Linked DNA regions of Sus scrofa: region 1 is linked to region 2. The links are chromatin contacts, called in public Hi-C maps. All regions are on one chromosome and are shown on one strand. The core of a region is the stretch at or near the end of the contact, and the rest is flanking DNA. Distances in the headings are between cores, read along the strand shown. Region 1 overlaps LOC110257416 (a long non-coding RNA gene). Region 2 overlaps ZNF831 (zinc finger protein 831).

Region 1 (6,222 bases), core at 2,757-5,256, 160 kb after region 2:
AGAAAAACATACCCCTTCTGTCTCACACACACACAAAACTGCCTTCCCTTCTCTCTCTGACTCTGAACCACTGGCTAAACCAACCCTCTCCTCCTGGGGCAACGTGTGTGTGTGTGTGTGTGTGTGTGTGTCTCCTTCCTTCTACCGTTTTAAATCTTTTTTCTTTTTTCTTTCTTTTTCTATTTTTTTTTACTAACTGTCTTTCTCTTTCTCTCTGTCGGTCTCTTTCTGCTTCAGAAAAGTCTCTCTCTAAAGACACACTCCCACATACAATCACACGAAGAAAGCATCCATGGAAGAGAAATGCTTAGCCTCACTCTGACAGCCCGAGGAAGTGTGTGCGTGTGTGTGTGTGTGTGTGTGTGTGTGTGTACGCACGCGCAGCAAAGAACCTCTGTCCACAGATGGCTGGTCTCTCCCCACAGGCAGGAAAATCTACATGTCTTCTCTTCAGGCAGAAAAACCTGACTTGAAAACACACACACACACACTCACACACACACACAAATTTAGGCAGAAAGTTCTCTCTATTCATCATTAAAACTAGACAGAAATTACTTCTCTTTAGAGAGTCATCACCGACAAATAAACACTCTGTCTCTCGGCTTGCAGAAAAGTAAATGCGTGTGTGTGTGCGTGTGTGTGTGTGTGTGCGTGCGTGTGTGTTAGACAAAAAATATTCTCTGAGAGTCTATCCTGTAGGTTGTTCTCACCGGGCAGAGATGCTGGTTCCTTTGAGAAAATAGGTACCAGAGAGAGAAAAACACACATACATTCTCTGAACAAGAAGAAAATTGTAGGGGGTGGGTGGGTGGGTGTGTGCATGTGTGTGTGTGTGCAGGAAAAAACAGACAAAACCAGTGGAAACCTCTGTCTCTTGGCCTGAATGTCCCTATAGACGGAGATGGTTGCAGGAGGAATGTGCTGTTTTCCAGGCAGAAAAAAACCATGTTGGACACACACACACACACACACACACACACACTCACTCGGCTGCAAGGCCTCACTCTGCCGCCCCAGAAAAGCCTGATCTTCCCAGGATGTTGTCTAAACACACACACACACACACACACACACACACACACACGCACGGACTTGTAGCAGGAGGAACATTGTGTGTTTCCACCCCCCCCACCGCCCTCTCTGCACACCCACACTCAGGCAGAGGCATGCCCCCCACTAAGTGTGCACCATGTGAAAAATCAACCCTCTTTCCTTCTCATTCTCAGCCCACAAAGATCTGTCTGCAGACAGAATGGCGTCTCCCCCTGAGAAGGCTTTTCTCCCCAGACTCTGTCCCGGGGGACAAATGCCCCCCAAGGGAAGAGCACCTGGAGAAAACGCCCACTCTCACTCCCTCTCCGTGTCTGAGAATTGCATGTGCATGTGTGCGTGAGTGCGTGCGTGTGCAAAGTCACTGTTTGTGGTCTGGCTTCTTGCAAACCCCAAATATGCAGCCTTTTCCAGACAGAAAAACTCTGTCTCTTTCTCTCTCCCTCTCTGTCTCTCTCTCTCACACACACACATGCATGCACACACATGTACACACACATAGGAGAGCTCTCCTTTTCTCACTAATGGGATGGACCACCTGAAACACCAGCATGTTATAATCACTGGCTCTTAGAAACCTCATTCTCAGCAGAAGGTATTGTTTTTGCCTCTCAAAAATTCTCCCTCTAAAGATCTGCCACCAGGCAGAAATCACACACACACACACACACACACACACACACACACACACACACACACAGCAAGAAGAGAGCCGTGTGCGCGTGAGTGTGGTTATAAGTAGAAAAATCTCTCTGTGCTGAGCCGACTCCCTGCAAGCAGAAAAAAAATGTCCTTTTTCCAGAAAGAAAAACTCCCAACACACAGACACACAGACACACACACCGTGGCTCTTCTTTGTGTTTGCATCACCTGGAAAACGAGCAGACAAACAACTCACAGAAAATTATATGTGTGCTTGTCTCCAGGCAAAAAAATAAAAATAAAAATAAAATTCTCTATTTCCACTCAGAAAAGTCACTTTTTAAAAATCATTGGGCAGAAATACACCCCCCCCATCGAGACCACACCAGATAAAACACACGTCCTCAGAAAACTGTGTGTGTGTAGGAGAAAAAAAAAAAAAACACCTGTTTTTTAGACTGCTTCTTCCTGCAGGCAAAAACAATGCATGTTTTTCCATGTGTGGCAAAACCTGATGTCAGCGGCAGACACACACACGCACACACACACACGCACGGAGGCAGATGGTCTTCGTTTTCTACGTATGCACCACCTGAAATGCCAATTCTCAGCTCACAGAACCGTGTGTATCTCCAGGCAGAAAATGCTCTTTTTCCCTCTCAGAAAAGTCTCCCTCTAAAGCTTTTCATCAACCTGCAAAAATCACTCTCCCCAAGAAAGCTCAGATGAGAGGGAAAGAGAACACGGAAACGGCATGTGTCCACGTGTGTGTGGTTCAAACAGCAAGTGTGTCTCTGCGTGGATCTGTCTCCTGGCAGGGATGATACATGGGCTGTTTTCACAAATAGTTGAAGAAAAAAAGTCCTGTCTGTGTCTCTGTCTCTGTCTGTCTGGAGCTCTCTCTCTGTCTCTGCCTCTCTCTGTATCTCTCTCTGTGTCTCTCTGTCTCTGACTCTGTCTCTCTGTCTCTGACTCTATCTCTGTCTCTCTGTCTCTGTCTCTGACTCTATCTCTGTCTGTCTCTCTGTCACTGTCTCTCACACACACTGAGGCACAAAGATGGGCCTGCGGCCCTGGCTCAGCTGCCCTCCCTGAGAAGCATCCCGACCTCTGGTTTGCAGAAATCTCCGTGGATGTGTGTGTGGGCACACACAGAGGGCACGCCCCACCCATCCCCTCCCGGCCCGTTCCTCTGCCAGGGAGCAGAGACACACAGAGCTCAGAGGGGCAGGAAACACACCCCCTCCAGGGGGGCTCTCCGCTGCCGGAGCGGCGGGGGCTCTGTCCTGCTCACACGTGTGCGTGTGTGTGTGTGTGTGTGTACACGTGTGCACGCCTGTGCTTGTGCTGTTTCTCTGGGAGGAAAACCCATCTCTCTCCCTCTGGTAGAAAAATCATGGTTTACTGCTCGGGACCCCTTGCAAACGTCTCCCTCCTTTAACCCCCAGGGGGGGCTGAAAACCTCAGCCTCTGTCCCCCTGGAGCAAGGGGCACCGGCCTCTCTCACCCACTGTCCCTCAGCTGGAAGAGTGTGCCTGTTTTTCTCTCTTTTGAGTTAGGCCATGTCTCTCTGCCACACACACACACACACACACACACCCTCTCTGCAGGCTGAAAAGCTTGCTGTGTCACTGTCCAGGCCCAAAGTCCTTGAGGTTCACCCAGCACCATGACCCACCAGATACAGGTGACCTTGGCACCAGCAGGCGTCAACACTTTCCCTCAGCGTCCTCACCGCCCCCCCCCCCCGCGCCCCCTCCGCCCCTCCCGAAGCCCCCTTTCCACCTGCGGCCCTGGGGATGGGCAGTTCTGTCCCCCTCTGCACCATCAGTGTTCTAGGCGTCACAGCCGGGCATCGCTGTGCCCCGTGACACCTCCCTGCCCCCCCGCCCCTGCTCAGAGGGGACCTGGGACCCCCGCCCCCCAACAAGCCCACTTCCCCTGCGTGTCACCGTTCCCAGCCCGTGACAGGTGTCCCGAAGAGACTGGCCCGCAATTAGGACGCCGCAGGCGTGGAGCTCTCGGCCTGCCCGAGCAAGCCGGTCCCCGGCGAGTCCCCAGCCGTCCCCTCCAGCCCCTCTCCCCAGGGTCTGCCTCCCGGACCCCATCTCATCAGGGTTTGGTCAGGAGGACGCCGGGCATTCGTGGGTGGGGGGGCGATGCCACAAGCAGGCCCTTGCCCCATGACCAGAGTGGGGGCCGTGGGCTCCAGGAAAGGGAAGGAACTGGCGGTCGCCCCCTGCCCACCCTCTGAGCTCCGGAACCGAACAGTCCCGATGCCGCCTCCCCCCACGCACAGCGCTCACTCGCTGCACAACAGCGCGCCCACGCGGCCGCTGGCGGAACTGCAGGCGGCAGCCCTGTGCCTCTCTGCGCAACGTTTTCTCAGAGGTTCAGTTCCTTCTAGAAGCTTCCACCAGTGTTGCGTTGTCCTCAAGGCCCTAACTTGGGACTCCCAGGCAGGAGCGCTTCTTTGCAGTCTCTTTTCAAATTTATGGACTTTGGGTGTTGCTCTGTACTCATGATTTAATGCATTTGTCCCTGCAACAGCCCCCTTCCCCAAATAAACAAATTAATACAAGGTTCCAGGTGGCTGATCCACGCCATGTCCCTAGAGGGAACACCGACAGGATGAGATCCTGGACCAGGTCAACTCTCAGCCCTTTCACGTGTTGACTTGAGGGACTCCGGCAAGACCCAGCTTGGCTTTTCTGAGCCTCAGTTTCCCCAACCGGAAACGGCGCAGCTCTGGGGGCGTTGCTGGGAGGGTCACAGGGGCCTGAGGCAGAGGACCGTGCCTGGCAGCAGGTGGGCTCCCAGGACATGGCGGTTCCTCCCGCGGGGGCTCCCAGGTGGGGGACAGGAGCCCCAGGATCAGCGGCCACCCCAAGAGTGGTTGTGGGATGGATCCCTCTGTGTCATTCAGGTGGGGAGGCTCCTGGGGAACCTGGGCTGTGCTGGGGGCAGGAAGGTAAGGAGCTGTGCTCCTGGGTCCCAGTCAAGAAGTTCTAGGCCAAGGGTCATCTTGCCTAACAATCCCCTTGCCACCTATCAACAAGGATTAGCTCAGCAGTGTAGACAGAATGTGAAAGATGTCATCCTGATGAGCTCCCCGTGGGGTCACTAAGGGCCCCACACTGGGAGGGGTCCCCCAGGGCTTCTCAGTCACATCTGGGAGCAGAGGCACCCTCTTCCTCAGGCCTCATCCCACAGCTGGTTAGACTCACAACAGCATCTTTATCTCCACACCAGCCACGCGTGTTTGTACAGCTCACCAGCCCTTCCGTATGTCTTATCCTACTTCTCCTTCAAAACCTGCCCGCTTAAGGGGATTAAAGAGAACATCACGTCTTTGATAGTTGTTTACAGAGGTCCTGCTGTCTTTGAGGAGCTATGCCAGCTGCTGGGGATTTGGTGTGAACAGGCAAGTCCTTGTTTTCTCCAAGAGCGTACATTCTAGTGGGGGCAAGGACAACCAAGTACATTCGTAAGTAAACAAGATAAAAATTGCAGATGCAGAGGACAGAGCCTATGGATGAAGCCAAAGAGGATAGAGAGTGATGGGGGGGGGCATCCTTAAAGGCAGGGGTCAGAGAAGGCTTCTGTGAACAATAAGAAGGTGCCGGCCGTGTGCAGAATAGCTGTAACGGTGTTCTGGGTAGAGAGAATGGCTTGTGCAAAGGCCCTGTGGTGAGGATGAGGAGCTGAGGTCAGGGACGCTGGCTGGACTCACCTGTGCGAGGTGAGAACACAGGGTGAAGGGTTGGGATTTCCGTCTCAGTTTGGAAGAGGCCAGTGGGTTTCAAACAGGAAATGACAGAAGCTGATTAGTGGCTATGAAGACCCCCGGGGGCTGCGTGGAGAGGTGAGGGCTGGGGAGCAAGCGTGGACACAGGGAGTGAGTTGGAACACATTAGCCGAGGTCCAGGCAGGAACCTGGGGTGGTGGAGGGGGAGAAATGTGGGAGGTAAAGACAACAGAATGTGCAACGGCTGATGTTAATCTGTGTTTGGACACTTAGGCTGAGATACAGTGCAAAGCTGTGAGGTTTGGCTGGAATCCCACCTCCTATTGTCAGGAAGGTCTTTACCTCTTTAGGCCTAATTCTCTGCTGATGCTTTGGATAACCTATGTGGTTGATGCTGTTGAGTTTCTCCTGGTTTTCTGTCTGGCTGTCTACCTAAATAAGGAGCTTCCTTGAGGAGGGGGCTAGTCATTTGCTTTTCCCTACCTCCCATCCCTTGCGAGGTCTTACCCACAGCAACTTTTCTGAGTGGCTCCTGAGATACCTGCTCTGTTGACAGCTGTATCCACGCTGCCTAGAATAGTGCATGCCGTAATATATATTTGTTGAATGAATGATTGCATAATTTGGTCTAGCCATGGATGACCAGATGGCCAACGGTTTGCCCAGTCAGCTTCTCCCTTCTGCTGTCTTCCCCTTAGTGGGGTTGGCTCTCTGAAACGCTTGCTCTGAGGCTTTCCTTCAGAGCCTCTCTTGCTGCTTCTCCAAGGGCTGGGTAACTC
Region 2 (6,960 bases), core at 2,736-5,235:
TGGATCCAGAGGTACTGAGGACGTCACTGGGACTCAGTTTCTCTCCACCTCTTGGCTCCTCTTCTGGGTCATCACCACCAGCCCCTCTGGGACCTACCCTGCCTGTCTATGCTTGACTCCTCTTTGCAACCCAAGTCCCCAGACTGAATCTGGTTGGCCTGCTCAGGGCAGGTGTCTCTCCAGAACCAGTCACTGGGGATTTGAGTGGCCAGGTCTGGGTCATGCACCTGTCCTTGTGTGGGGGGTTGGGTTGCGGTCACCTTTGCTGTTGCCCTTAAGAGTAGAGGGGAGACAGTTTCCCAATAGAAGAGGGGCCGGGCAGGTGGGTGGCACAGATGTCCACACCGCCTCTTCCTCGTCGTGGGTTAATGGAATTCAGCACCTGTGTGTGAATAGATGAGAGTTCACATGCAATTAGCGAGGCCCGTTCTGTGCCAGGCAGTGTGTGGGAGCAGGAAGAGAGGCAAACAAGAACACGACACGGCCCTTGTCCTTAGGGAGAGCCCAGTCTGGCAGAGGGAGCCGGCACAGACTGGTAAACAAGTCATTACACATGCAATGCGGTAAGCTCGCTGATATGATTAAGCTTCCAAATGAGGGATCCTGACAAGGCCGGCTGGAGCGGGGCAGGGAGCCTGGGCTAGAGAAACAGGAACAGAACAGGAGGGGGCCGTGCTTCCGAGGCCCCTCCCACGACGGCCCCCTCTATCCGGCCCGCGCGGGGGTGGGGTGGGGGGTTGTGGAGACCCCCCAGGCGTCACTCTCTCATCCCTTTCTCTCCTTGGATCCTGAAGAATTTTTTGCCGCCCGCCCGAAACTGCTGGAAACGGAGGCGCACAGCACTTAACTACTATTTACTTATTTATCTAAAATGCTAAGTGTCTCCCTTGGCAATTGCTAATAGATTCCTGCAGAAACGAGCGACAGGTCCTTAATTCTGATTGCCACGCCAACAGAAGGTGGGAGGGCAAAAATGGCCAGCGTGCTGAGGGCTGGTTCCCCTGGGGAGGTGGGAGGCTAGGAAGGTAGGCGGCCATCCTTTCATGAGATTTTGAAATCCGAAAGATAGTTGAAAGATAAATTGTATCATGTTCAAAAGTTTGAATAAAAGAGGCATAATACTTGCAAACTGCAGACCTGCAAAATGGAGACTGTTCTGCTTTGGAAGGACTTTCTGAAAGCGTCTTCCCCTTTGCTTTGGGAGAGCCCCTTCTCAGCAGAACCCACAAAAGGAGTCTTGTTCTAGAACTTTCTATGTCAAAGGGCTGGTAGACACATGGAATCAGGGGATGAAGCAAGAGCAGTGATGACTTCAACAGGCCTACACTTGGCAGACAAAATGAGGAAGGGGCCAGGGTCCACCCTGTTGAGTCTGTCCTCTCTCACCACCTGTGACCTGGTCTTTGGGAGGGAAAGGTCTCTTGGTTTTGGAGACAGGTGGGCCTTGAGGGGTGATTCTAACGAAGGCATTAGAGGCAGAATGGTGTCTACAGGTGAGCCTACAAGGGAAATAAACTTAAGTGATATACAGACCAATGTTAAAATACATAGAAGTTCCCTGGTGGCTCAGCAGGTTAAGGATCTGGCATTGCCACTGCTGTGGCTCAGGTTCAGTCCCTGGCTGGGGAGCTTCTGCGTGCTGCAGGCACAGCCAAAAAATCAATTAATTAATTAAAATAAAATCTATTGAGAAATCCTAATGAGAAAGTCATTCTCAATTCCCTTTTAAACCTCTTGATTACATCAGCAAGGATGTCTTGTTTTGATGATAACGCGCCTTTAACACTTGCCTAAGTCTTTCCTAATCTCCCTTTGAATAGACCCAAGGAGGCTGGGTTTCAACACTGAGCTAGAATTTGACAGCGCAGTTCTGTTTTTATTATTGGTACTTTTACCGGTAACTTCTTAGGCCGGATCCCTCACCCTGTCCAGCTCCTCCTACAGCAGACCTTGGAAAGCCAAGCAGGCTCGCCTCCGGGCCTCCCTTAGGCCAGAAGGGACGCGGGGAAGGCCACTTTGGGTTTGGAGTCGGAAGAACTCCTTTGAGTCCTGACTTCTTACTACCTCCTTGGGCAAGGTCATTCCTTCTTTCCCTCTGACCCTCATCTGTAAAATGGGGCCGTTTCTGAGTCCACAGGCATCAGAAACATTCACCTACACCGACTCACTTAGCCTGGTCCTTGAAAACCCTGTGCAGCCAGTCTAGGAAGAGCCCCCTTGTTTGCCCAGGGGCCGGGGGAAACACTCAAGCTGCATAAGCCAGTGAGTTGGAAAGATGCTGTGTCACCTCAATAGGATTTTGTAGATGTGGTGGTCGTCCTGCTGATGGGGGGTCTGGGGGAGGGGATGGTGGGCTAAAGTTCCACTGAGGTCTGGAGGAGACATCTGCAAGTCAAAGGAGTGAGTCAGGAACAGTGAAATTCAGATGGGGAGCTGGGTGGTATTGGGAGGATTCTTGGGGGCACATGAATTTATGTGCATGGATACAGATGGTGCCCTTCCTGCTGGGGTGAGATGGCCCCCCGGGGATAGAGAAGACAAAGGGATTTGAATAATCCTCCAGGCTCCAGCCCCATCTCCTCTCTGGCCTCCCTGGCAACCAGGAGCTCTTAGGGCTGCTGCCTCCCTCTAAACAAATGCATTTGCTGCGGCCTTTACCCCACGTTGGGTGCTGGCAGGGAGTGGGGAGAAACTGCTCCAGCAACAAGCACTGCTTCCTGCTGGAGCATTTGGAGAGCTTCCTCCAAATGTTTTTCTTCATCTAATTTTCAGTATGGCCCCGTGGGGTCAGGAGGGGATGTTGTGGCCATTCTCTCCATCCTAATTAGGAGTCTTGCCCAAGTTCAGACCTGGAGGAAAGGAAATGCAAGTTCAATTCCAAGGTTTTTTCTTTTGCTAAAACTCTTTCAATTTTGGCTTGTTTATTTCCCTAACTTCCAGAGACACGAAAAAGTAATTTTCGTGCCCCCCTCCACATAGACATTAGGGATCATTTTCCGTCATTTTCAGCTCTCCCTCTTTGCTACGAGGCACCTGGCATGCCGGGAATGGACAAAAGCCATTTTTCTAAGTACTCGCGTTTGAAATTATTAAGTGTTCATTAAGCACCCCCGGGTGCAAAGCACTCTCGGAGATGTTTGTTTCTCAATTTTCTATAATTTCCTTTTTTTTCCCCCTTAGCTAAAGGCAGATTGAAAAATGAACTCAGTGCATTTGAGTCTCTGAATCATAGTTAATGTGCGACGCCCCCTCCCTTAACCGCGCTGTTTTTCTTCTGCCTCCTCTTGTCTTATTAATCCGATAAAGTTCTTATTCTTTTTTAACCCCTACTCAGGGGCTGAAACTTTTTGGCTTTGTTCCTGACTTCCAGCCAGGAAGAGATGAGGGCAAAAGCCGTGACCAGCGCCCGCGCAGACTGTAGGTGAGAGCGATGGAAAAATCGAGAACGCAGCCTTTGATGGACAGCGGGCTGCGGGCTTTGCAGCAGCCGAGCTGGCACAGGATGCGGTGGGGCTCCTGCCTCGGGGGCCTCTGCCGCCCCCACCCCCCGCTGATTGGCGTCAGAGACCCTTGGGAGCCCCATCTCTGAGTGGACGCTTCTGGAAAAATACAGGAGCCCCAAGCCCCCCTCCTGTCCGCCCTCACGCCCCGTGATTCTGAGTCTTACAGGAGCAGAGAGAAAGGCTGTTTTTCTCTTTCTCTCTTTTTTTTTTTTTTTTGACAACAACCTCGCATAACCTCAAAAGTTGCCCATGAATTTACCAAAACTTTTTTAATGAAACTATTCTAACCTCTGGTGGGGGTTAAAAAACAAGCCCTGTGAATTTATTACCCAGAAAGAAAAAAAAAGAAAAAAAGAAAAAAAAAACGAAGCATGACTTTTTATTTGATGGGAAATCGTCTTCCAAGCTTCAACGGCGCCCCCTAGCGCCTGTCTGCGAGGAGCAGGCGGCTCGGCTCCCTCCGAGTCCGGCAAAAACCCAGCTTTGGGGACTCTGTCTGGGGCGGCCGTGACCTTGCCCAGGTGTGTGTCCGGTGTGGACAGGACCTCGCTCCACTTGGAGGGGGAAGCTATGACTTGGGGGGAGTCTGCTCTGATACCAGGGGACCCCTTGGCACGAATTTATTTTCTGTTCTTTGGAGTTCGGGTGGCTGATTCTACCGTGCCCGAGTCTGCTTGCAGCCCGAGGAAGGGAGAGGAGGGTTTCGATAGAGACCCCAGCGCCTTTTGAAATAGGCTGGACCCCCGCTGAGGAAGCGGCTCTCGCCCCCGTCTCAGCACGCAGGCGACCCTGGCTTTCTACATGTCGTTTCGTTGCTCTCCTATAAATGCCGCCCAGATGTGCAAGAATAAAAACGAATACCAAGAGGCAGAAGCCCCAGCGGAGAAAGGAGGGCAGGAGAGGGGGAAAAAAGAGACGGGTGTTGAGATGCGGGTGAAAAATCAAGGACGAAACGGGTCCGGGGCTGCCCACCCTTTCCCGGGCTTTCCCCAGGCATATGATGCAGAATCCGAGATTCTGCCCCAAAACCCAGGCTGCCGGGTCTTCGCATACCGAACAGGACTTTTAAATCTTTCTGTGCCCAGGGTGGGAGCTGTTTCTATCCCCCCCAACTTGGAAACACACCGGTGCACCTTCGGAAAGGGCCTTGTTTTGAAGGAGCACACGTAAAAGGGTTAAAAAGCCGGTGTTCTAAACTAGAGACGCTGGGGAGGAGGGAGCCGGAGCCGTAGCCGCCCAGCAGGGGCACCCGCGGGGCAGCACCTGGGGTGGGGGTTGGAGGCCCAGGTGCCCCCCACCTCAGTTTCCCCCTCTGTAACGTGGTGCCCGTAAAGGACAGCGTGCGTTTTGTAAGGCTGTTGAGATGTCACTTACACATACAATTTCAATATTTCACGGTGAGCATGCCAGCTCATTACTGTTAATTTAGGTCTATAGAGGAGCCAGAGACCCAGAATTTTCCATTAAGTTAAACCTCCCGATTTTTACATGATGGTAATGAATTGACGTTTTAAAAAACCAAGCACATACTCACACACTGGTCTGAGCTCCTGGATGGGTACTTGGAGCGCTTTGCTTTGTGGGCTGCCAGGGGGCGAGGGAGAGGAGGGACGATGGAGGAGGGGGCTGGCTGCCACCCCCACTGTCATCTGCCACCCGCACCGTCATCTACCACCCCCACATCCCCCTGCGCTTGAGCCAAAGGCTGAAACCAGTGTGGTCACATTTCTTTGGGGCCAATGGATTTGGGGGAAATGACCCCTCTTCCCTGGGCAGACTGTGGGAGGGGACCCACTTTGAGTCCTTCAGAAGCCAGTATGGCACGTGGACAGTCTTGTGGGGGGAGGGGGGAGGGATGTCCCTCCTTGTCCCTGGAGCTCCCACTCGCCCCTCCCCTGTCAAGCCTGTGTTTTTCACCTGCCCAGATGCCTTTCAACCTCAGTGCTTTGAACCCCATCTTGGCTTCTCTCTTTGGTTTGGCAATGTACTCTGTCGGGCTGGCTTCTGGTGTGTTCCTGGGCCCGGAGGCAGGGGGCACCCCTCTGGCTGGTCCCCTCCTGATTCACTGCCATCTCCTTGCTGCTCTGAAGGTCCGGCTGCTCTTTGCAGGTGGCCCAGCCCTGGGCCAGGCGGCCTCCTTCGCTCCGCCCTCTGTGCCCTCCAAGGGCACTTCCTGAGCATCTGCTGGGCTTTGACACTGTGCCTTGAAGGGCACATCAAGCCGGTTTCCCTGAGCCTCATGGTCGCCTAAAACGTTGAGACTTTAAAGCTTCTCCAAGTGTCGTAGAGAAAACAGCAACAGAAATTACGTGCCACAGTGATTCCGAAAAGCCTTGAGAGAGGAGACTTCTGAGAACCAAAGGCATGCATTCCCATTTATCTTTGTTCAAATGGATTAAGTAGAATATGTTATTGATTTTTAAAAATCCACACATTAGTGGTTCAAAAGAAATTGGTTTTGTATGTTTTAATATGAAAGCAATTATTTTCCTTTTAAAAACTGCTTCCTGGGTCTGGACTCTTTTTTCTTTCTCTTTTCATTCTGCAGAGCAGATCCTGCCTGTTGCTAAGTTGGAGGCGGGGACGCTCTTCATTTTTTACTTTCACGTTCACCTCTATCTGTTTTACTTTGAAAATTCTAGGTTGGGTTTCATTGTGTTTAATTTCAATTAATTTGGGTTCATTTAAGTCACATCTCATTATAGATTCAATGCATGCACACTGTTTTTTAAAGTAAGAATCAATGCATGTTTTTCAAATCGAGAAAAGGGGGACCATCTCTTAGTGGCTTGTAAGTCATTCTGCATCTAAGCTAAGACAATCCATTTAGCCTGGCTGAGTCTGGAAGTTTCCTCAAAGAGGAAGAGGTTCTTTTTGGTTGGGTTTGCTTTTGTTTACCTTACCCCAGCTCGCCTCGGATTTTCCACAGCTGGCTTAGAAAGACCTGCTTTGGTTCTGACAGCTTGAGGCTGTCAGTGCTGCTGAGGACGGAGGGCATGTTTCTTCTTTGCTTCCAGCTTTGCCACTCAATAAATTTGAGGAGTCACGAAGCAGTCATCTGTGTAGTTAGATAAGGGAGAAAATGATGATTTCTCTATTATTTTGCAGAGAAGAATGGGAAACTAGATTAATCACTGTCTGTCGGAAGGGCCCCTTTCTAGAAGAGGCAGGCGCCTTTCCCCGGAGCTGTGAGTGTGTCTCCATGTTTGGTGGTTTTCCAGGGACTGGGAGCAGAGACTCAGGGCTTGAATTTTAAGTCCGTGACTGTGCCATGTTGGGGGAGTCCTTCATCCCACCTCGAACGTGGTTAGGGGGCGGGTGAGGATCAGCAGGTGTCCATTCTCCAGGACAGAAGGACAGTCAGCACGTCTGTAAGGGTTAGGAGAACAGGGTGCCAGGGCTCTGGGCTCTGGGCTCTGGCACTTAGCAGCTTGGGACAGAAATCCAACTCAGAGTG

Evidence for each region. Hi-C and Micro-C count contacts between places; a contact is called where the count stands out from the background.
Region 1: a Hi-C map of epiblast stem cells shows a contact between it and region 2, with 2.1 times the contacts expected there. The contact joins two enhancer-like sites. A contact is called at or near these places in 4 of 47 Hi-C or Micro-C datasets (brain, embryonic fibroblasts, epiblast stem cells and 1 more) and 1 of 2 datasets of contacts at active chromatin or transcription factors (skeletal muscle).

The regions. Positions count from the first base shown.
Region 1 is chr17:59,506,380-59,512,601 of Sscrofa11.1, forward strand. The region is part of intron 2 of LOC110257416 (a long non-coding RNA gene); the gene reads left to right. Among named protein-coding and RNA genes, the nearest start is that of EDN3, 84 kb to the left of the region's middle. Within about 2 kb of position 4,007, at least 15 of the 83 cell types and tissues checked have an H3K27ac peak or open chromatin away from gene starts, as enhancers often do. A contact at or near this core is called in epiblast stem cells, where this site is marked.
Region 2 is chr17:59,343,281-59,350,240 of Sscrofa11.1, forward strand. The region is part of intron 3 of ZNF831 (zinc finger protein 831); the gene reads left to right. Among named protein-coding and RNA genes, the nearest start is that of ZNF831, 35 kb to the left of the region's middle. Within about 2 kb of position 3,986, at least 20 of the 83 cell types and tissues checked have an H3K27ac peak or open chromatin away from gene starts, as enhancers often do. A contact at or near this core is called in epiblast stem cells, where this site is marked.